Linked DNA regions of Mus musculus: region 1 is linked to region 2. The links are chromatin contacts, called in public Micro-C maps. All regions are on one chromosome and are shown on one strand. Each heading gives the region's core, a stretch centred on a gene start, on an enhancer-like site or on the middle of the called end of the contact. The rest is flanking DNA. Distances are from core to core; before and after follow the strand shown.

Region 1 (6,341 bases), core at 2,985-5,484, about 21 Mb before region 2:
GGGTCATTTGCCTACCTTTTTGTTCCAATCAACAGTCCTCCTTAGAAAAATTTGTAAACCTCGCTTCTCCAACTCACTCCTACTGGTTCTGCTCTTGGCCGGTGTCAGCTCCTCCGCCTGCCTCCGCACAAAGGCGATGCAGCCTGCTGCGGGTACCAGTCAGTCCTCAGGCTAAGGAAAGCCCTTTCCCCTTACTCACCCCCCCCCGCCCCCGCCCCCAACTACATATACACCAGAGCCAGACCTACAGGTAGAGAGCAGTCACCAAACTGACTCTTTTAGAGATCAAATCCTCCTCCTCCTCAGCTTACCCTCACCAACATATACAGAGAATATTAAATTATTATTATTGTTATTATTAATTTGCAAGACGCCCCCGGATGTGGTAGATCGCCATCCGTGTTTACAATAAGTTTTGCAAATGAACTTCTGTAAAAGTAGAAAGATTTAGTTTCTGATTTACTCCGTTGATTTTCAAATTTAAGATTTTTTTCTCTTCCTCGCCTCTTTTTCTTTCCTTTTCCCTTTTCCTTTACTCTTTCTTTCCCACAAACCATATGTTCTTTATATGCGAACCCTCTCACAGTTCCCCAAGGCCCCCTCGCTACAGGGGCACGGCAGGGACAAATCTGCTGTGGCTGGCCCACACATTTCAATGCGGCGCCCAGATCCGCATCTTGCTCCTAAACCCGAGCTCACTCTGCTAGAACTTTTTTTTTTTAATGGGGGAGAAGCGCGGCGCCAAGGCTTTTGAGAAATAACTGCGGAGGTGTGGTGCCAAATGACCATCGTTGGTGTGGTGGTAGTATTGCTACTCCACCGGTTTAACCCACACATTCACCAGCAGGTAACCTTGCATCTGTTCAGGAAGCTCACGACGTGAAATCTGGAGTTTAATTTACTCCTCAGGAGTGATCAGCAGCCTTTTTGTAGGAGTGAGGGTTTCTCCGCAGCTGTTCCACTGTTTCCTGCCGCCCGGCGGCGCAGTCAAGCAACCTCTACCCCAGCCCACTCCCTTGCGTGCGCCCATTCCTGTCTCAGCGATTCTCCCAACAGACCCAGAAAGGACGCAGTAGCTTTGGCAACCAGCTTACTCTCAACGTTCTCTATCAACACTATTGTATAGACTATAATTCCCGGTTCAAGACTTGCATCCTCCTGGAAGAAAGGTGATCTCTGAGCGGCCTAGATAACTTCATGCTCGGAATCGAGATCCCCAAGTAAGACGAAAACATCAAGAACAATGTTGCCATGTCAGGGCAGAAGCCACCAACCTGGGAACTAAGAATTAAGTATAGTCTTCAGGCTTGGACTGTCAGTCTAGTCGTTGTTACTTGAAACACTTCTAAAGTGTGTGTGTGTGTGTGTGTGTGTGTGTGTGTGTGTGTGTGTGTGTAAGAAAGAGAGGGGGGGGCTACAGGAGTCAACCACAATGTCCCCTTCTTCATCCCTACTTGTTGCAGGGGTTAAATCACACTACTTTTTGGCCCTCAAGACTCAAAATTCATTTTTTAAAAATATGTAGGTGACAGGGATGGATACAAGAATTGTTCGCAAGACTGTTGCAGGGACTTCCCTGGACACATGTGTGGTCTGCTCTGAGCCTGAACACTGCTGACCAAACCTGGGTTCACCCTCCAACACCTTCTGCCTGCGCTCATTTGTCCAATTAGTGGCTGTACTGTGGTCAGATTCAGCACCTGGACTTGGACTTGGTAGCCCAGTGGGGCAAGTGGTATGAACCGAGACTCCTACTTTAGGCAGTTGGCATAGGGTGGTTTCAGCTTCAGGCATATGGAAGGGGGTTGGGGGTAAGAGGAAGGCCCGGTTTTGTTTGGCAGGTTGGGTGCTCCTGTGGAGAGAACCTCAGCGAGTATCACTGTCTTGGCTGTCGCCATGAAATTTTAGAAATGGCTCAGCCGTTGTGGCTGGGTCCTCTCAGTGCCCTCAGAACCCCTGGGATCTTGTGTGTGGAGGTGAGTTGGCTTTTATCCTTTGGTGGAACTGGAGAGTGCTAGGTAAGGGGAGAAGGAAAACTCCGTCACGGTTCTTGCCCACGACCCATCCTGGCTGCCTCTGAGTAGACATTTTCGTAGCAGGTGGCAAGTAGTCTATGAATGCGCTTCTCAGCTGGCATCCATGAGCTGTTCAACAGGCAGTACTGCGGAGGAAGTGTCCTAGAGAAGTGTCTGAACCCGGAAAGGTATCTGCAGCCGCCCATTATAAACAAGTTACCCTTGTCCAGTAAGAGCCGCCTTCTGAAGAGCTGGGGTCATGCCACTGAAGTCTTGGACAAAAAAAAAAAGAGGCGACTCATCCCCACAGGGTTCTAACCCTCAGGAGGGGTCCCTTTTCACTGAGTGTGCAGCCTGAATTTAACCACTTGAAATACACCTCTGGTCCCTAGTCTTCCCACTGATTAAAGCTGACCAGACAAAGTGCTAAACTCGGCTCTGCTCAACTTTGAGAGGGCAAAAATCTTGGAAAAGTCTGGTTCCTCAGATGGCAAGGGTGTATGGTGCTTTCGAAAACAAGTACCCAAACTTTGAAGGACTCCAGACCAGGGGTAGGGGGAAAGGAAGTGAGAAAGTTTCCCGCCTTGACAAATTGAATTATTTTATATAAAACTTGGTTAAGCAGCTCTGCGGGCCAACAGCTTCTGGACTCTCTCTCCACTGTGAGCTCTAATGCTCCTCCCCAAATGTGGGTGGGTGGGGGTGGGGTGTCCAGACATTTTCTGGAGTCCCCAGAGGCCCGTCTCGCCTGCTCCCAGGGTCGATAAGCCCTTTTGACTTCAGGGGGAGCAAAGAGCTACCCAGCTTTCTCCACTGGGAGTGAACTCTTAAAGGGCCAGCTCAGGGACTTTGAACAACTACACGCACGCCCCCCCCCCTTGAGTTTGCCTTAATTAGGGGGTGGGCAAGTAGGATTGGGGGCCTGAGTTCACATCAAAACTGTCAAAGGAGATGGGGGGGGGGAGGACATGGAGAGAGGGTTGGAGGATTCAGGGGCAGGAAAAATTCAAATATCATAAAAAGAAAAGGGAACTTGAAGCCCAGAAGTCATTGTTTCCTTTATTTCAAAGGGGAAAAAACCTGCCTGATTCTCATCCTTTTGATTGATTAAGGCCCTGAATACCTCTCGGCCCCAGAGTGACAGTCCCTGAATAGACTTGAGGGAATAAAGAGCAGCGCAGAACGTGGGGCTGGCACGGGAGGGGGGTGTAAGGGAGGAGTGTTCGCTGGCACTTACCAAGTTATAAATAAAAGGCTAGGCACAATGGTACCTTCTCTAAGGACAGACAGTCTTTACAACACTCCTGGCGTCATATCCTGCTGGGGACACTTCAGCTCCTAGCCAAGACGTTGCTTCTTTTATTTTTCCAGCAGTTTAGTCTGAATGCCATAATAAATTCCTGAGAACAAACGCTGCACCCGGGCAAAACCTCAACATATAGATGCAAGTGCATCGGGGATGAATGTGTACGTGGAGATTTAAAGTCCCCGCTTCTCAGAAGGGTTTTTAAACCAAGAAAAGGAGCTGGCTTCCCCATTGCTTGCAACTTGGAGCCCAGGGGAGGCCTAACCTCTTCAGTCTCTGTCATGGCTATGCCACCTGTCTTTCATTCCCAGCCTAAGAAAGACAAAAGGACCTTCTGGGCACATCTTGGACTCTTCCTGAGAGATGCCTTTCTGGGAGGCTCACATAGGGAGCTCAGGCCCAGAGGCAGACCAGAGAAAGGAAAAGGAAACACATCCGGAATTCTCTGTGCCCCTTTCCAAATTTGCTCCACCGCCATCTCCGTATTAGTAATCCCGAAGCGAAATCCACAGGTGAAAAGCAGGGGCAGACAGAGGAAATAAGGGGCGGATATAGCAAGGTTTCCAGAGAAAGGCGGAAAGAGATTAGGACAGAGTAATAGAAAACCAAGATGATCAAGGCTGAATCTCATGTAGAGGGACAGGGACACCGCGAGCCTTTTTCCATCCTCACTGGCTCTTGCCACCCAAGCTGCCTCTCCTAGTTTCAACCTGTCCACCCTTCTCTTGAGAAAGGGACACAGAGCTAGTCCCCCTCTGGGTCGGCGGAGGCCTGGGGACCGTCAGGGATGGGAAGAGAAAGTAGCTTCTGTCGCCCAATCAGCGCGTGTCTTTGCCACCCGGGACGGTCTCCTCCTCGGCCAATCGCAGCTCAGGGCTCCTGATCAAGCTTTGGGTGAAAGAACTAATAAATGCTCCCTAGTCCGGATCCCTGCACTCGGTGTCACGACGGGAGGAGACTTGGGACGTGTTCCTGCCTCGTCACCACCCTCCCTCACCCGATCTTCGCGGTGCAGTGAGCACCTTTGCCAGTAGCCCCAGCTGAGGGGCCGATCTGCTAGACTCGCACCAAACTCGTCCGCCCTGGGCTTGGGATCCTGCACTCAAGGGACTCCTCTGGAGCCTGTGGACTTGGATCTATTAGCGCCCCCCTCCCCGCGCCCCGCCTCCCTCTCTGGCCTTTTTTGGGGGAGGAGCTCTCCGAGATCCGGAGAGTTCCCGAGGGTCACCCGCCGCACTGTGCTCGCTTTTTCGTCTCGCCTTCACCTGGATATAATTTGCGAGCGAAGCTGCCCCCAGGATGACCACGCTGGCCGGCGCTGTGCCCAGGATGATGCGGCCCGGCCCGGGGCAGAATTACCCACGCAGCGGCTTCCCGCTGGAAGGTATGTTAGGGCCTCAGCTCGTCCGGATCCCCGGGCCTGGGATTGGCTGCCGCACCCCAATCCTGGTCTCCAGGGCCTCCACTCGTGCCTTACCGGGAGCCTCTTCCCGTGGTACTTCTCAACCCAAGAAGCAAAAGTGGGGAGGGGGTTCTCGTGGAGAGCGGGAGAAGCCCCATTTCACGTTCTGGCTGCAAACGGAGTGCTAAGCTCACTACAAGCTCTCGGAGCTTGCCTGGCCTGCTCCTGCCGGCTCCACTTTGCCCTGTTGTTTCGGAATTGCTGCCGTGAGAAAGGTGAACAAGCTTCGCAGCGCCGGAAGCAAGTTCTCTTTCTGTTCACCTAAAGTTGCTACGAAATTGTGCGGGCTGCGTTCACTTTTGAATAACTACTATTAGTTCGGCAAGAATTTTCCTGCTGTGAAAAATTCTGGTGGCCCTTCCTAGTTGAAAAGTTTTAGCATTGATTAGCAAATTCCACTCAACTCAAGTGGCATCTCGAAGTTTCTAAAATGGTTGGCAATGCCTTTCGGTTTGCTTAAAGGTGCTGGGAAATTTCGGGGAGGTAGAAATTACTGCAAACCCGAACCCGACCAAATAATTTGGGAAGTAAAAGCAGGAGACTGGGGTTCTGGAGGAGCCCTTCGACCTCGATCCAGAGTAAAACGTGACGTGCAAGGGCGGTCATTTCGGCAGTGGTGTCCACAGCTAGGCTCGCTGCCATTTTTATTTTTTAAGTGTAACAGGTGATACCTGCTGTCACCTGTGTCTCCTTTCGGGAGCCTCCCCAACCCTTGCCTACTATACCCTTATCGGGACCTCTGCCTTCTCAGGACTTTGAGGCAGTTATCGCAAGACATTTTAGACATCAGTCCTAGGTCTCCCTCCAACTTGCAGCACAGCCCCCCTCCCCCAAATAAAAGAGAAAATACAGTTTCTCTACAGCCAGTTACCTCATTCCGATCGCTCAATTTCCAAAAGATTATATGACCTTGCATCGGGTAATTATTTGAATAAATAGAACCTTAAGGGTCCGGGACTGGGAGCCCAGAGCTTGGTGGTTTGTGTTTTAACTGTCACAGGCAAATTGGCCAGAAGGATGCAGAATTAGGTTCTTTTTGCTGCTTTCTATTCTTCCTAAATGACTTTCTCGGGCTCTCTCCTTTCGCCATCTCTTCCCAGTGTCCACCCCTCTTGGCCAGGGCCGAGTCAACCAGCTCGGAGGAGTATTTATCAACGGCAGGCCTCTGCCCAACCATATCCGCCACAAGATAGTGGAGATGGCCCACCATGGCATTCGGCCTTGCGTCATTTCTCGCCAGCTTCGCGTGTCCCATGGTTGCGTCTCTAAGATCCTGTGCAGGTACCAGGAGACAGGCTCCATCCGACCTGGTGCCATCGGCGGCAGCAAACCCAAGGTGAGCCCGGGACCTGGTTTCGTGGACTTAGGGCCTGTGATCCAGCGGGTCCAGAGTGGGCGCGTTCTAAAGAGAGCAAGGGACTTTCAAAGGGCGCTAGTTTTCAAATCTAGGAAGGAGTGTGTGTGTGTGTGTGTGTTTGTGTGTGTGTGTGTGTGTGTGTGTGTGTGTGTGTGTAGAACTCAGTTGTTATGGTTGGTGGTGGTCCTTCTACACTGAAAA
Region 2 (6,887 bases), core at 3,517-6,016:
ATGAGGTCTTTTAAAGTGTTAGTCGCCTAACTTTCCACGGGACAGTCCGAGACCAAAATTGGCATAGGCACCCTTAGTAAGAAATAAGTCCCTCTCGTTCCCCACTTCCCGCCCCTAGAGGGGCCAGCTCCAGGAGAAGCATTTGGCCCGTCTTGATTCCTAGAAACCGTCCCTTCGAAGGCTTTTAAGGTGGCGGTTTCCATGAAGTTTGAAATGAGTGCCCTGGGGTGGAGAGAGAGAGAGAGAGAGAGAGAGAGAGAGAGAGAGAGAGAGAGAGAGAGAGAGAGAGAGAGAGAGAGAAGCAGCACAAACTTTCAGCGCTCTAAAAGAGGCAGCGCACTTTTGGAAGTGCCTCTGAGAGCCAGAGAGGCTGGGGGTAAATGCTGGGCCTTCAGAGATCGTGGCCGAAAAGACGCAAAGCGGCGTCCTACCAGGGCTGGCGGGCCTAGGTGGTCTAAGGCTAGCACACAACCTAAGCCGACTTGGGCAGAGGACCCGCACAGCCAAAACCGCAGAGGCAACAGGAGAAATCAAACACCATTGTCATTAAAAGTGCAAAACAGGCCTTAAGAGGACAAAGGCCTGGGTAGAAAGAAAAGCAGTCTAGCAAGCGAGGGAAACTGTGGCACTTAACCCCAGCCTGCAAAGTCCCAGTGTTTTGTTGTTGTTGCTTAAAAATAATAATAACAGTGTGATTGTGAAAGACAGGCGGCCTTTGACTACCTAAGGTAAGGTGGGAATTTTAGGGCTAGGAGAATCCGAGAAAAGTTTGAGTAGATCTCCCTCAAAAAACGGAGGTCTGAAACAACCTACAACCCCCCCCCCCCACCACCACACGCACATACACACAACTTTATTTTCTGAGCACAGAGGTAGCTCATTCTCAATCTGGTGTGTGTGTGGGGTGAGGAGGAGTTTTGAATCAAAGTATTTTAAAAGGCAAATGTACTTATACCATTTAAAAAAGTATGATTGTTTCAAAAATTGTTTGGAAATAAACCGTCGTGGGAAATACAAAAATGAAACCAAACAGTTTTTTGAATCATCATCAAATATATTTATTCACTGTTTTTAAAAATGAAAATGACAAATGTTTTAAAAGTGTTATTTCAAATATAAATTACTGTAGCAATTAGAAGTGTTTGAAAATATTTGCTTTAGCTGAAATGAAGTTAACAAAACTGGATTGGGAAAAACATGTCACTTGAAACAGAAAAGGCCTTTATCCGGGTCAAAACTACAGGGAAAAATTCACACTGGGTATGCATGGCAAAACTTTCTAGAATTCTCCTTTTATGAAACGAGAGAAATTTGAAAATGCTCTACTAAAAATAAATCTGCCAACATTCAAAGTACACTTTTGGTAATGACATCAAATTACACATTGTCATGTATATTAAATGTAATTTGTTTAATTTTTAAAATGTAATTTTAAATAATTTAGAATTACTTGTTCCAAATGGTAGATTTTCTTTACATTATCAAAAATAGACAAAAGAAATAATGAATTTGAAAGGGTGTAGAATCTAGCCACAGTGCACATTTAATTGAACTTAATTGTATGCTTTATTTAAATAGACTTTCTCTTTTTAAAAATAACTTAGTATCAATAGTTCCCCTCAAAGCATAATAAAATATGTACACTTTATAAAATATTAACCGATTAAACAATACTGCCGTGTTGTTTATAAGAGTTGTAGCTGAAGTTCATAATTATACTGTTGACACACGCCAGTGAGGTTAGCGAAGAGATCCTTAGCAAAACGCAAATGACGATTTTCCGACAGTGATTTTTATAAAATAGCTAATTAATGACAGGATAGAATCGTTCCAACCATCGCATCATCAGATATAATAATAGTGACGAATCAGACAAAAAAGATCCCCACTAAACGATTTGCATTTTTTTCCAGAAGTCCTCAAGTCCTAATATCATCAATTCTTCTTAGTTCGTGGACATTGGGCCGGAGGTGGATTCTGTAGTTCCAACACCAAGGTAAGAAAGAAAACGGGGTGGGAGGGGGGGGTTTAATACAGTTAGTATATAAATAAAATATATGCATTTCCAATTTAAAAAGCAGGCTTAGTTTGACAGCGATAGCTAAGTTTTTGAAACACCCCTTTTCATTTCGATATGCTATAACATTGTTCTTTTTTAAAGTTTGTAAATCAAACTTACAGTTTCTTTCTTTCATTGCTTTAAAAAAAAAAAAAAAAAACCAAAAACCAAAAAACAACCTTTCAGCTACCTTCAAGGGCTGATTTTACTTGAGCCACTTTGCTTTCACGGGCTTGGAATTTTCTTTAGCCCCTTTGGCTGGGCATGTTCGTGGGAGCACGGAATTTGGGGGAAGAAAAAAACAGGGAAAAGAAAAAGGCTTCCTAAAACTGCGGTGGCTCTCTGGAGGATTACTACCCTGCCAGGCTCGACTCGGCTCGGCAGGGCTCCCCTTGCCGCCTGGGGCTTCTGGTGAAGTTGGTGGGCGGCTCCTTTGAGTGGGACTCACCGAGGTCTGGGCACCGAGATTTAGGCCAGGGACAGGTTTCGTTTCGGGGACCCTCTTTCTTTTAGAAGCCCTTAGGCTTCCCTGGCCGTGGGTTTGCGACTCTTGGGGCGTTGTGGGGTCAAGGGGGTAGGCTACCAAGCAAGTGGACAGCAGCCCAGTCTCCAGCGCTACTCTCAGATTCAATCTCCACTGGCCCAGCTCAAGGCCAGGATTTAGAGAATTGCCTCGAGCGCGTTTCCCGAAACCGAATTTAGTTTGGCCCTCTGGCGCCGCCGTACAGTCAATACTTCTTAAGGGGGACTAGTGGCTCAGGCAACCGGTGGAAGCCGAGTCCTTGGGGTCCTGGGGAACTGGAGGGAAAGCCCCGGTGCACAGAAGGGACAAGAGATGCCGCCGGCTCAAGGGGCATCTCTGGCCGGAAGGCCGGAGAGGACTGGTTCATATTTTCTCCTTTGAGGTTCCAGGGGCTGACAGAAGCCGGACGCGGCAGGCACCTCGCCGGGGCCGCGGCCCCTGCCCACGTGCTATTTTTTTTTTTTTTTTAAGGAGGTCCGCGCCCATGCCGAATGGCCAAGACAAAAGCGCGGCCGGCAGCGGGGTTTTGGCGGGCAGTCACCGCGCCACCTTAAACAAGTAAAGCTGCGCGAGCCGAAAGGCTAGGGCCGCGGGAGTCCGCAAAAGTTTGTGGCTCCTAAGCCTTAGAAGGACCAGCTAGGGACTCATCGGCGCGGCCTCGCTCGGGGCGGAGAGGCTAGGTCCCCACGGCTCAGCTCTGCTCGCGCCGAACTCGGTCCTCAGCCGCTGAGGGTCTTCGGGAGCCCCAGTGCTGCAACCCGAGGGGCGCGCAGCTTCAGCGCCCCGGCCGGCACAGTGTTCTGGCCTCCGGGCAGCTCGGGCTGCGCCGCTCGCAACGTAGCCCGCGTGGCGAGAGTGGCAGGGATGCAGCCTGCCTTGTGCCCACGGAGCAACCCTTTCTCCAGTGCCGGACCCACAGCCAGCCGGACGGGCGGAGTCTCGCTCCAGGCGTTCGGGACACCCGGGCTATTGTTCCGGACCCGCGGCCGCACGGGATTTGAGGGAGAAGTGGCCTTCCCCAAACGCGGCCGGGAGCGCTTCGGGCCGGGCCGGTCGGCTCCGAGCAGATGGGGAGCTCGCTCGCACCGAGAAAAGTTGCTCCGAGGGGCGGAGGCGGTGGGTGGTGGGCGGAGGCGGTGGGTGGGGGAGGCGATCGCCCTCCTATCTCCAAAGTCGAAAGTACTCGGCGGCGCAATTAACAGAGCCCGGAGACGAGGCAGCCTCTGCCGCCTCCCGAGCGCCAGCCTGCGCCTCTGCGGCGAGCCGCGACACGGAGCGCCCGCCTAGTCGCCGCAGCCTGCGCGCCGGGACGAGTGCGCCTAGGGGCTGGGCGAGGCGGCTGCGCCCTGGACTTGCTACAAGGAGGAGGACCAGACCCTGGGCCCTGGCGTTCGTCAGCGCTTAGACGCACCCATTCGTCGGCCGTGGCCACCGCCTCGCGCCACACTCAGTCCTCAGCCATCCGTCCTTCGTCGCCCGGTGCATGAGGTCCTTGCCACCCCGCTCCCACCTCCGACTCCCCCCTTCCTCCTTTTTCCCTGACTCCCACCCCCTCGCCTATCCCTGTGCCTCCTCCGCAGCCCGGCTCCTTGGGTCGCCGTGCTCACAGCGATTGATTGATTGATGTTTAATTTCCTGCCAGGCGGGGCCCCCCTCCCCCCGCAACCTCCCCAGCCCTCCTCCCCGCCCCCCACTCCCCTCCTTCATTGCGGTGGACCAGTCTGGCTTGGGTTTAGATCCGTCCCCCCCATTCCCATCCCGAAATAACCCAGAGACATCCCCTACCCCCACCCCAAATTATTATTTTGAAGGCGCTAGATCTGGGGACCGAAAGGGGGAGGGGGAGAAATCGGAAACCGAGGACAACCCAAAAGGACTCACTTTGCCTGATGACTCAACGCAACTAATAATCATCTCCCTCTCAGTGTCTTTCTCTCTGCGGCTTGTCAGTGAGTCCGGCTCTGGCTTCTGGCAGAGGCAGCCGCGAGGGGAGAGGTTGGAGGTGACAGCTTGTGCGGCCGCCGCGTTTTCTCTTGCGCGCGGTCCGGGGTCTCCGCACCTTCCCCGCTCTTGGTGGCAACGTCCCCGCGACTCTGGCCGCGCCTCCTCTGGAGCTAGCGGCTGTAGGAGCCAGCAGCCGCCGCAGCCTCCCAGTCCTCAGCCCTTTCTCTCCAGAACCGGTCTTCTACCCGAAGGTGTGAAAGGCTCTTTCAGCCCCCTCTCCCCCCCCCCTCCTCCGCCGTCCCCTCCCCCGCTCGCTCTGGTGCCCCTTTGGAGGAGTCCTCCTTTCCCTCTCCTCCTCCTCCCTCACTGCCCCCCGCCCCCATCATCATAACAACCATCTCCGAACCAGAAGAAGACACCCTGACCCAGGACCTTAAACGCTAGGACCGGGGAAGAGGAAAAGGAAAGGGGAAGGAGGAAAGAGAAAGGAAGACTAGGACAACACTACAATTCACCAAAAACTTTCCACCCTGGATTCTCTACTTTTGCTCCATGGACAGAGCCCCAGCCAGCCAAGTTTCAGACAGACCGTGAGCAGTAAGTACGCTGGGCGAGGGCTCCCACGCGGCGCCTGTAGTTCGGGAAGCCCTGGGCGCGCTAAGTTCCCCGGCTGTTCTGGGGCTCTGGCTCTCACGCGCGCTTAGGCGAAGCCGGGAAGTGCGGTGGAGCCTTCACTGGCAACCCCTCCGAGCACTCCCTACATCTTTCGCATTCTTCTTAACTCCTCTCTGTCCCCCACCACCACCTCGTCTGGACTCGTGGCGACTAGGCTTCTCCCGCGTCCAAAGCGCTCTTAGAGGATTCTCAGAGCCCCTGGTGTATTAGGGGTTCCTTTCATGGGTTTCAGTGACAATGTGGGCGCCGTTTCATCAGGTGTTTTCCCTTCTTCCGGGTCACTCCTCCAAAATTGAAGAGTATGGAGCACTGCTCGCCTAGGGACCTCGAGAAAAACTTTCCAGATTTAGAAATTAGGATTAATGAAGCCTGCTCCTGTACCTAAGAATCAAGATTTCTTTCTCTTATGTTGTACGCTTAATGGCTTAAAAAACAACAACCACATCCAGGATACGATGAAGATAAGAATGCTCCCAAATAATAATTGTGATCCTGGGATGGAGGGTAGCCTTTCCAAATCTCAGAGTGTTTTGGGATGCTCGCTCACGTGAAATTATAGTTAATTTTTTTGTGTGCAAAGGTGTGTGTTTGTGTACACAAGTGTACTTGGTCCATAAAGGTAAAAGGTGGGGATTCCATGGATCCATTGATCCAGCTTGGCCATCCACAGCGCATTTATCAAGCAATTAATTTGCTTAAGGACCCGTGTAAGTCCTTGCTCCCTCCCTGGCCTGGTGGGACCTCTCGCCCATAAGTACGCTCCTTTCAAAACCCTGACACCCCAAGTGGGGCTTATGGTGGTGGTGGCTCTTTATCAAAGAGAGGATAATGCCAGCGCTGCCCGCAATGAATGGGGTACTGCTTAAAGGCTTCGAGGTCCGACTCTGTCCACACAACTGAGGGCTAACTCTTGGGACCTGAGACAGAGCAGGTCTTAGTACCTCAAGTTCTGGGCAGCTTTGGGACCTCCAGTGTTTGTTTGGTTGGGACTTGCTTTCCCGGGACCCTTCGGTACCCTTCTGCAGCGTGGGAGGAAGTTTGTGTGGCTGCGGTGCAGTGCTCTGCCACTGGCCTGATCGTCTATCACGTGTGTGAGCGGTTTTCCCTCTTTTTTTTTTCCCTCCCCCTTTCCTCCCCTCCGCCCCCTCCCTAGGTCCCTGCGCGTTTTATTGCGACCTGCCGGTGGGAACTTTGTCTCCAAATCGGAGCAGCATGGAGCGGCGGAGCGAGAGCCCGTGTCTTCGGGACAGCCCCGACCGAAGAAGCGGCAGCCCCGACGTCAAGGGGCCTCCCCCGGTGAAGGTGGCCCGGCTGGAGCAGAACGGCAGCCCCATGGGAGCCCGCGGGAGGCCCAACGGCGCCGTGGCCAAGGCCGTGGGAGGTAACAGCCCGGAGCTGGGAGGTGCGCGCAGCGGAGGCCCAGTGATAATGGCCTGGGTGTCAGGGTTCAGGTTGATTAGGCGCTGTTTCGGTGTAGGATTACAGGAAGTCAAATCCAGGTTGCCAAATAGTGCCCTAGTTGCCTCTCCGCAACTGGTAGTAGCTTCATCTCGAGTTAAAACAAGAAAGTGGTTTACCCAGAGGGTGGCATTTTTTGGGCACTTTGCCACTCTGTGCTGAGGTGTTGGCAGGTCTGTGTCACAGCCAGCTAACTGTTTCTAGATTTTCCTAGAGAGCTCTTTAGTG

The links. A called contact is a pair of places that touch in the nucleus more often than the background predicts.
Region 1: a contact with region 2 is called in a Micro-C map of embryonic stem cells, with 30 times the contacts expected there. The contact joins the promoter of Pax3 here to the promoter of 9130024F11Rik in region 2. A contact is called at or near these places in 1 of 39 promoter capture datasets (embryonic stem cells), 7 of 484 Hi-C or Micro-C datasets (embryonic stem cells and uterus) and 1 of 115 datasets of contacts at active chromatin or transcription factors (embryonic stem cells).

The regions. Positions count from the first base shown.
Region 1 is chr1:78,195,029-78,201,369 of GRCm38.p6, reverse strand. It overlaps Pax3 (paired box 3), which reads left to right and starts at 4,234. Exons shown (of 8, transcript NM_008781.4): 1 at 4,234-4,705; 2 at 5,884-6,119. The coding sequence starts at 4,621. Gm33152 (predicted gene, 33152) reads right to left here and starts at 148. Exons shown (of 3, transcript NR_168359.1): 1 at 16-148. RefSeq lists cis regulatory regions at 2,905-3,127, 3,283-3,515, an enhancer at 2,905-3,515 and a promoter at 2,680-4,670.
Region 2 is chr1:56,969,348-56,976,234 of GRCm38.p6, reverse strand. 9130024F11Rik (RIKEN cDNA 9130024F11 gene) reads right to left here and starts at 4,766. Exons shown (of 2, transcript NR_024326.1): 1 at 4,464-4,766; 2 at 1,039-1,977. It overlaps Satb2 (special AT-rich sequence binding protein 2), which reads left to right and starts at 4,901. Exons shown (of 11, transcript NM_139146.2): 1 at 4,901-5,123; 2 at 6,355-6,582. The coding sequence starts at 6,414.